Regions from separate parts of the Gossypium arboreum genome. Here region 1 is linked to region 2. The links are chromatin contacts, called in public Hi-C maps. All regions are on one chromosome and are shown on one strand. The core of a region is the stretch at or near the end of the contact, and the rest is flanking DNA. Distances in the headings are between cores, read along the strand shown.

The links. Hi-C and Micro-C count contacts between places; a contact is called where the count stands out from the background.
Region 1: a contact with region 2 is called in a Hi-C map of leaf, with 2.6 times the contacts expected there. The contact joins the promoter of LOC108475235 here to the promoter of LOC108476403 in region 2. A contact is called at or near these places in 2 of 5 Hi-C or Micro-C datasets (both in leaf).

Annotation. Positions count from the first base shown.
Region 1 is chr3:39,966,594-39,972,227 of ASM2569848v2, forward strand. LOC108475235 reads right to left here and starts at 2,256. Exons shown (of 1, transcript XM_017777215.1): 1 at 1,342-2,256. The coding sequence starts at 2,256. The coding sequence ends at 1,342.
Region 2 is chr3:39,763,763-39,768,814 of ASM2569848v2, forward strand. LOC108476403 (aldo-keto reductase family 4 member C10-like) reads right to left here and starts at 2,772. Exons shown (of 5, transcript XM_017778617.2): 1 at 2,467-2,772; 2 at 2,080-2,165; 3 at 1,198-1,824; 4 at 1-50. The coding sequence starts at 1,755.

The DNA.
Region 1 (5,634 bases), core at 1,006-3,505, 200 kb after region 2:
AGACCATGTCTGGGACATTGGCATTGTATTGTGATTACGTGTAAGACCATGTCTGGGACATTGACATTGTATTGTAATTACGTGTAAGACCATGTCTGGGATATTGGCATCGTTAATCGATTACGTGTAAGACCCTGTCTAGGACAGTGGCATCGATGTGTGATAACATGTAAGACCATATCTGGGATATGGCATTGTATGAGCTTATGTGATTTTTGAGTATCCTTAATGATTCCGAATGATTTATCGAGCAAAGTCAAGTTGAGAAAGAATATGTGAATGAGCTAAGTGGCTCAGGTATGTATGAAATTCACTTTTTTTTTTAACAAAAAACGACCACAAGGGTCACCTCATATTATTACGTAACATCACAAATTACAGCTTCGTGGATTTCCGATGGATAATCCATATAAAAAAATAGTTTTTGCCTTCACTATACATTTTTTACAAAGTAAATGGACTACATTATTACAAGACCGAACGATCCAAATTAACTTGGCTGATTGAAACAAATTGAAAGCTATTGTGCATTCCTTAATTTGGGTGCCTATATTTGTGACGTCATTGGCTATATTGCTTAGCCTATTGACCAACCCAACGTGGTCCGTCTCAAAAAGAACTTGACCATTTATTTTTAATTTACGCGCCACTTTAATGCTTTCTTCAAAGGCCATGCATTCAGCCTCTTCCACCGACAGCCTTCCCTCTTTAAAACCCCCACCGCCTCCTAAAACAAAGCCTTCTTCATCTCTTATGATAGTCCCATGCCCGATTCTGTTTCCACCAACTGTAGCATCAAAATTTATTTTAGTAAAGCCCTTTGGAGGTTTAACCCACTGTTTCTCTAAGACATTATGTGAAATTAATGGAGCATTTGACGTGTTACAAGTTCGAAATTCCTTGTTCAGGTTGCTTGCTCCTTCCTATATTAGCTGAGCCTCCTCTTCTTTTCCCCTGAAGATATTGTTATTTCTATTATTCTAGCAATTCCTAATGTTGTCATTAAGTCGGCCATAGCTCTTTTGTCAAAGACACGTATCATGTCTTCCAACCAATCAATGCAATGGTCATATTTCTTTTTGATAAAGCTCTTGGACAATCCTCCTATCGAGAGAACTGCACTCGACATCGGGCAGTCTTTTAAAGCATGTAACACCGTTTATGTCTCGGCTCCACATCTCGGATATCCCTTTTCAAAGCCCTGTCTGATGGAAGCAATTTTACTATTTGTTGGGAGAATTTCATGTCCCGCTCGCCAAGTAAATACCCATATCTTCGGTAAGGTATCAAGCTTCCATAGTGCTTTCCAAAAAAATCTGTGTGGGCCAAATCCCAACTCTTTCAACAGCAACCAGAAGTAAGTAGACTTTGAGGTGTAACAGCCATACAATTATGAAACCATATTATTCTATCATCATGGTCAATTCTCCCAATGGGGAGGTTATAAATTTTATCCCCCCAATCCTGCCAGTACATCTTATAGATTTTATCCCTGTTCCAGCTTTTCTGTTCCTTAATCCATAGGTCAACCACACTACTATCATTCGGATCGGTCATATCCATATTAAAAGTTCCACCGTTTAAGCCTTCTATCCCCCAATTGTCTTCCCTTATGTTTATCTTATTTCCATTTCCTACCTGCCACCCGAACCCATCTTTAAGGATATTTTCTGTAGCCACAATGCTATTTCGTGTAAAGGACACTTTTTCAGTCTTCTTGGAATGAAAGATATTGTTGTCGGGGAAATACTTAGTCGATAAGACTTTAAAACACAGGGTGTCTTTGTTACTAACAAGCCTCCAGACTTGCCGCCCCAGAAGAGCCAAGTTGAAAAGTCTGATGTCCCTTATGCCAATTCCACCCATACCTTTCGGGTGACACAAAGTTTTCCACGGAACCATCGCCCAAAATCTGCCTTTTTCTTTGCCCGTCCACCAAGCTCTACTCAGCTTTGATTGTATGTCGTCCAGCACACCTCTAGGAGCCTTAAAGATCGACAACGCATATGTTGGAATGGACTGAAGAACTGCTTTGATGAAGACTTCCTTACCACCAAATGAAAGGAGCCTCTTGGTCCAACTGTTTAATTTGCATGACATATTGTTAATAATCTCCTGGAAAGCCACTATTTTCTTTTTTCCAATAGGAAGAGGAAGACCAATATAGTTATCCAGCTTCTCAACCACCTTCATGCCAAGAATTACACTGAAATTGTGTCTCTGTTCTCTAGGAATATTAGAACTAAAAAGAACCATAGATTTCTCATAATTAATTTCTTATCCTATGACATTAGCAAAAACCTTCAGTATATGAATAAGATAGTTAATATCACTTCTCTTATTTTTAACAAACAATGGGGCATCATCAGCAAAAAATAAGTGATTAACCCTGAGTCCTTTAATATTAGTCCTGATTCCTTTTAAAGACTTTTTATACTGAGCTTGTATCAGCATCCTTGACAAGGCTTCCATACAGAATAGAAACAAATAAGGGGATAGAGGGTCCCCTTGACGGAGACCTCTCTTGGGAATAATAATGTCCGATAAAAAATTATTACACTTAACTAAGTATCTTACCGACCGGACGCAGCTCATAATTTTGTCTATCCACTTCTCAGCAAACCCCATTTTCTTCATTACTTTCTCAATAAAATCTCATTCCACTCGGTCATATGCTTTAGTCATATCAATCTTGATTACTAACCCTTTATTTGGGCCATTTTTAGAGCTTTACCGGTAATGTAAGAGTTCATGTGCGATTAAGATATTATCATGTATCATTCTTCCTAGTACGAACGCGCTTTGATTCTGACTGATGCATCTCAAGAGGGCAACTTTAAGCCGATTAGCCAGAACCTTTGAAACGATCTTGTAAATAAACCTACATAAACTAATGGGTCGATAGTTAGTAATTTGACATGGATCACGAATTTTTGGAATTAATATAATCATTGTCTCATTAATATCAGATATATCTTTTTTGCCATTAAGAATGTCCAGACAGAATTGAATAGTTTCATTTCCAACAATCTCCCAATGGTGTTTGAAAAAACTTCCTGATAGACCATCAATCCCAGGAGCTTTATGAGGGTTCATTTGTTTAATATCTTGAAGAACTTCGTTTTCCGTGTAGTCCATCATAAGCCTCTCATTTGTCTCTATAGTAACACATTCGTGAATATACTCCATATCATGGTTCTCAACATTCTGACCATTTGACCGAAAAAGCCTTCAAAAGTAGTTTTTAGCCACATCACTAATATCCTTACTGTCAGTCACCCATAACCCATCCTCATTCTTAAGCTTCTCAATAGTGTTTTTCTTTAACCGACCTGTAACCCTAGCATGAAAATATCTCGTATTCCTATCCCCATCTCTTAACCATTGAGACCTTGACCTTTGAGCCCATTATTTTTCTTCCCTAGCGTAAAGTTGGCTGAGTCTGCTCCTCATCTCCCTTAGTATGATCGTACTTTCATCCCTTCTTTCAGAGTTGATGACCCTATCAATTTTACTTTCCAACTTACGCATATCATTCTTCATTTTCCCATATTTATCCCTCTGCCACCGGCCAAGTACTCCCTGAATCTTCTCAAGCTTGTTGACATAATTTGTAGATTCCCGATTCCACTCACTACTAATAACATTTTTAGCCTCACCATCCATAACCCAGTATTCTTTAAATCTAAAATTTAATCTTTGTTCTCTAGGGTACTCTTTAGTCTTACTACCCCACATGTCCCATATGAGAGCATCATGATCGGACTGTGTTTGCCGCACCACTCTAGAGGTCATAATTGGGTATTTCTCAATCATAGACACTGAGGTAATAAATCTGTCCCTTTCATTTATCATGTTTCCCCCACTTCTGTTATTGACCCAAGTAAACCACCCTCTAACAGGTTTAATATCAACTAGAGCTAAATTGGAAAGAACGTTTTTGAACTCATCCATATATGCCTTCACCTTCCGCCGCCCTCCGTCTTTTTCAGCTTCATTCAGGATCGCATTAAAGTCCCCCCAACCACCCAATCCTCTCTAACCAAACCACCAACCCTTTCCAGCATTTCCTATGAATTACTTCTTAAATTTGGATTCGCATGTCACACAGATGTTAGACTGATTTTTCAACTGAACCATGGAATCAATGTGGTACTTAGAGAAGCTTTGAATGGTAACATCCATTCCTTCCTCCCACATTAATGTAAGACCATCGCTGAGTCCTTCTGAGTTCACTGCTAAACCACTCTGCATCCTGCATCTATTTTGGACTTGACAGAAATCATTAGCACTCATCTTAGTTTCGCTTAGGAAAATAATATTAGGTTTATAAGCAGCAATCATTTGCTTTAGCTCCCTAACAGTTGCGGAGTTCCCCAAACCCCGATAATTTCAGCAAAAAAACTTTATGACAAGAAGGAAACCTAATCCTTCTCACACCGTATCAAGAAGTGGGTCAAGAACAAGGAGAAAATGAAGCACTCCTCCGGACAGAAAGCAAATACCCAGCCAGGGAAAGATGCAAAATAAACCATGAAAACAAAGGAAAACGAAGCGCGGTACCAGTCTAAAACAATACCAAAGAAAGATCCTTAAAACCCTACAAAAACATCCACCATTAAACACCCAACCTCGTGCTTCAAAAAGAGAGAGAACCATGTAAGAAAACGAAGAATGAAACATGAAACAACAAGAAGAATCAACCTATAACACCTTGGCTCAAGTGCGAACAACACCCCCATCAAACTTCTATCCCCGAGCAACAAGAAGGGCGAACTAGCAAGAAAGCACCAAAAAACTACAGCAGGAAACCAACAAACCAATGAAACCCAAAAAACTAATGGCTATTTGACAATAAAACAGTAGAAATTGAGCAGGTAGAGAAAATCATTAAAACTTGTAATTTTCATGCATTTTATGCCCCTTGAAACATAAAGAAACCCTCAGAGAGGGTAACGTTAAAAAGTCAAATAAAACAAGAAATACCATTAATGGTTTGCTTGCAATATAGTACAAAACCATGCAAGACACGTGTAAGACCCATGCAACCAAACGAACGGAAAGAAAATCAATAAAGTAGAAGAAATAATAAAAAAATAACAAAACCTTATTACATGTAAGACCATATCTGGGACAGTGGCATCAATATGTGATAACATGTAAGACCATATCTGGGATATGGCATTGTATGAGCTTATGTGATTTTCGAGTATCCTTAATGATTCCGAATGGTTCAACGGACAAAGTCAAGTCGAGAAAGAATATGTGAATGAGCTAAGTGGCTCAGGTACGTATGAAATTCACACGAGTATTGAAAAGGGGAAGTATGTGATGAATTCGATTAAGATATTGAATATATGTTCAATGAGAAAGGTTTGTGAATTTGAAAGTGATTAGCTATGTTTAGTATATTAGAATTGATATGCAAAAACTCATTTGATTACTTTATTTGTATATGGCTTACTAAGCTTTTGAAGCTTACTTTGTGTGTTCTTTCCCTATTTTTATAGATTATTGAAGCTAGCTCGGGCTCGGGGGTCGTTGGGAAACATCATCATACTATCGATCATTTCGTTGGTACTTTTGGGAGCTATGTATATATGGAATATGCATGTATAGGCTAGTGTCATCTTG
Region 2 (5,052 bases), core at 1,522-4,021:
TGGCAAAACTTCACCAGTTCATCTTGTCTCCAAAAAGGATGCAACTCCACCTATAAATAATGTCAAATCAATCATACATGTTGCTGATGACTTTCACCAGATACAGAATTCAGATTTCAGAAAAGGAAAAGTAATCAACTAACTTTGCTGTGAACTGATCTTTAAAAAAATTAAAGAAAAAAGATGACAACTATAAGAACAAAGGTCTCATAACTGGAAAAGTATTACAAGATGAACAAGCATTATTTTGCATGCATAAGATTCGAGCCTAATATTTGAACACTATTTCAATAACAGCAAAACAATAGCAAGAATGAAAGTTTGCGTAGATGATATCGAGTCATGGAAAAGAAAAAAAAACTACTAAAAAAGGAAAAGCATAATATAGAATCACATGTACATGCAATACATAATCTTTTTCCCTCTCAAGTTAATTAAAACAATCGAATAACATTTTATTTCAGTCAAATTTCGAGGCAATCAATTACAAAAGGCTTTTTCTTCATTTCTTTTAAGTGGTATGCAAGGTGACAAGAGACTTTAGCAGCCACTAACGTAGTCAATCAAATGAATCATATTTCTGGTTCACAAAGCAAAAACATGGTTGAATAAAACTCATGTAAAGGAAAATTTACATAATTTATATAGAAGGTTACATGTTTAGCAAATATAAACTCTAATAGTAAGATGCTGCGTACAAAAAACCAAGTCCCAAGCAAAATGCATTCCTCAAGGTACAAGCAAGGGGTTGCTCAAAATTATGTGCTTTCACATGATAGTAGATAATCCATGCTGGATGTGGTTTGTTTCCACTTTTGATTACAGTGATTATCAAGTAAGTACCAATCGTTGAAATTCCTAACCATAACCAAACAGTTACAATAAACAAAGATTCTTGTGCATCAAGTACTAAAAGTTTGCCTTGAGTTTCGCATACCATATATCAAACATTCTGAGAGTAATTTTATGCAAACCAAGGTGCATATCATCATACATGTTCATTAGACTGAATCACTGCAAGAAAATTAAATAGAAGACACTCAATGGCTGGATCTCTAACTAGTAATGAATTTACTTCACGGTGAAGTTATTAATAAATCAAAGCAAATGACAATTCTTGTTTATGCAGGAATAACTGAAATTAGAATGAATTCAAATTTAAGGAAAAAAAGAAGAAGAAGGTGATCTCTATCAAACCTGGTTAACTGCAGGTACAATTTTTGTGAATTTAAGCAGTTCTTTGATCTGAGGCACACTGAAATTGCTTACACCAATAGCTCTAACCAAACCCGATTCAACTAATGCTTCCATTGCCTTCCACACCTTCTTCAGCCGACTCAAAAACTGCCTACGCTCGCTCCCTGACTTTGAAGGAGGATCGGTTGCATCTCCAAAAGCCGAGATCTCAGGCCAATGCATCAAATAAAGATCCAAGTAGGAGACCCCAAGGTTCTTAAGAGACACCTTAACATAATTCTCGATCTTATTTAATGAATTCATAGTACAATAAAGCTTAGAGGTTAAGAAAACATCTTCTCTTTTCAAAGAACCCTTGAAGGCTTCAGCCAAAGCTTCCCCAACTTCAACCTCATTGCCATAAAGATGTGCACAATCTATATGGCGGTAACCCACCGACAATGCTGTTTTCACAGCATCAACGCAGAGGTCTCCTCCACTCTGCCATGTTCCTAGCCCAATGGCTGGAATTTTAGCTCCAGTATTCAACACAAAGAAATTCCCAGTTTTCCCTTTCATTTCCCTTGATTTTCTTGACCCACCAACCAAGAATCAAAAAAGGGGGTTGGGGGGAGCAAGATTTCAACTCTAAAGTTTCCAACAAACAGAGAGAAAAAAACCCGATTTCAAAGGATTGCAGTAAGATATGGAAATCAAACCAAAAACCCACTACTAAAATCTCAAAAACTAGACAACCCAAATCAGCAAGAATACTAAAAGAACATTCTTTATTAAAAAAACCAAGACTTCACTTCAAATACTAAAAAAGAACTCAGCTGCTGTTTATCCATTACAATTGATCCGAAATCAAACTATATATTAAAAGAAAAGTAATAAACAAACCTCAAAAAATTCAGACCACAGCCACCAAATACCAAGGACTTTTCTTTTTTCCCGCTTTGCGTATGGAAAAAAAGCGTATGATACAGCTGAACTTCAAAAGAGAGGATCAAGGTCAACAATGGCAACTCAGGGAAGCAAAATAAACTTATAAACTAAACCACCCCCCATCAAGAGATAAAACAGCACTCTTTTACTTGTAGCCTGGAGTATGTGTATATAATTATAACATATTTTTTATATACACGGTATTCAAATTTATGAATCTGTCCATCTATTTTAGACAAAAGACAAAAGGTCAAATATAAAATAATAATGAGTTAGATCATCACGTTGAAAATTTTAATAGGAATATAAAAGAAAAAGAAAAATGAAGGGCTATGTATGTACCAAACTGGAAGAAAGGGGTTGTCTCAAATGAATCCTACCCACCACCTACCAAGCACCCAACTTCACAAATCACAACTACATTCATTGGACATTGCTCCCAGTATCTCTTTTGATTTGTGTCATTGAAATTCAATTTCTTTTATTATTTTTTTATTTTCAGATACTGTTCTGGTTCTCTTTAAGCCATATCTATTGGTTTCAATGTGAGAATATTCGTTGTGATAGGACTTGGTAAGTTCTAACAAATGGGTAGACTAGGGTGTTGGGACAGTCTCCTAAGGATTACAGTTTGGTACCAGTAAAAGGGTAACAAAGTTATTATTTGATTTCTTCAATTATAAATACTCATAGGGTGTTTTGTAAGTGATATTGGTCCAAGTGAAGAGTTGGCATTCCATTTATGGAGACAGGTGACGGCACAGACAGTAGAGTGGAGGGGAGGTGGCAGCAGTAATCACAATGTTGTTCTGAAGTTCCAAATGGTGGTTTAGTTGAAGTTACATTTCCTACAAGTCAAACAAACTTTATTTGGAATCTCTTCCTTTTTGTCTCTGTAAGAACCATATAAACATAAAAAACACAATGGTTACTATAAGTAAAACAAAAGAAGCAGTCATATCCTGGAACATGGAATCAGAAAAGCTGCTTTTGTTTTGTTTCCCATCTCTGGTTTTTTTATTTAATTTTTCATCAAATTATTAAGTGAATGTGATAGTAACCATTGGACAAATTTGCAGAAGAACAGTGATAGATTTTATACAAAGTGGCAAAGAAAAGCTCCAAATATGTACAGCCAAGAATAGAAAGGAAGAAAAATTAATTAGGGTGAAAAGGAAGTGTGAGAAATTGTTTTATAACTACCACGCTTTTACGCAAACTTACCCTCTAGTTTGACTGGCAAGTACAGAAGAATATATTGCATGGCTTGATTTTCTCAACATCTATGTTTGTGAAATGGGAACTTTGGTTTTTGCTGCAAATCCAACAAATAAATGATCTGATACATAATTAATATCATTTTCCATTTCAGATCAGATTCTGAATATTTATCATCTCCTATATTCATCAAGTCACCAGTCCTTTGTAAAAGCTGCATTGATTCCAAAACCATATTTCAGATTGATGTGATTTTAGCCGATAACACAGAAAAATCTGTGTTTATTATGTTTACCCTAAGAATGATGTCCTACTATCAACAACCAGCTCAAGGAGAAGTTCACTAAATAGATCTGATGAATATCACAAATTCAATCCTTCTTAATGCATGCAATGTAAACGGGAAATTTGTGCTGCCAAATTGCTGAAGTTTGTCCCTTTTTTTAATTTAATTTGCAAAAAGCCCTCAAACTTTAAAAGAAAAAATAATTAGGTACTTATTTTCTTTTTCACTCATTTGGATATTTGAGCTTTTAAAATATATCAAAAAGGCCCTCAAACCTTTTCAAAAAAAGCAATTAAACATCTATTTTTTTTTACACTCAATTAGGTACTTTAACTTTCAAAATACATCAAAAAACTCTCTCAAACTTTTGCAAAAAAGAAAAAACAATTAATCACATGCTTTTATTCAAAATTAAAAAATTTATAAAAATTAAAATCAATAAAAAGCTAAAAATATTATTAAATTTTAATAAAAATTTAAATATTAAAAATTAGAAGAAACATAAAAATATATAAAATTGTAAAAGTTATAAAATATATAGAAATATTAAAATTATAAAATTTTATAAACTCATAAGAAAATTATACAAAATGTAAAGAAATATAAATTTCAGTAAAAAATTATAAAATTATCATTCCTAAAGAATTATTTTATAATTTTTCTATAACTTTATTGATTTTTATTTTTATCATTCTCCATACATGTCACGTTGTGTTGCAACACATGATGACTTTAATTGAAAAAAAACTAGGGTCGTTAATTTTTATGATTTTTATAAAATTTTACAATTTTTTACTATTTTTATAAAAAATTAAAATTTATAAGTTTTATATTTTATTAAAATTTAATAATTTTTCTAAAATTTATTATTTTTATTATTTATAATTTTAATAAGAGTAGGAGCTTAATTTCTTTTTTAAAAAATTTTGAGGGTCTTTTTGATGCACTTTGAAAGTTCAAGTACTCAATTGAGTAAAAAAAAGGCAGGGGCTTAATTGCTTTTTTTCAAGAAGTTTGAAGGCTTTTTTGATACAATTTAAAAGTGCAAATGTTCAATTGAGTGCAAAAAAAAAAAAAAGAGGGACTTAATTACTTTTTTTGAAAAAGTTTGAGGGCTTCTTACACCCTTAAGCTTTTTTCTTTTTTAAATGTATAAAAGTAGCTCAAAGTCTAGTTGATATGTCTCAAATTTTTCGAAGCCGCCTGCTCTGATATTTAAAATAATACCACCCACATTTGAACTTGATAGATATTAGTCTTTGAATCTTCTTGCTTAATTTCGATTAGACTAAAAATATCTTTAAATTGTCTACTAATATAAGTGTATTCTCATTACAACTTGTCCATGTAATTACACTTAGTATTAGTTAAACATTAGATAACCAATCAATCAATATTTATTTTTATTTTACTTTACGTGCAAA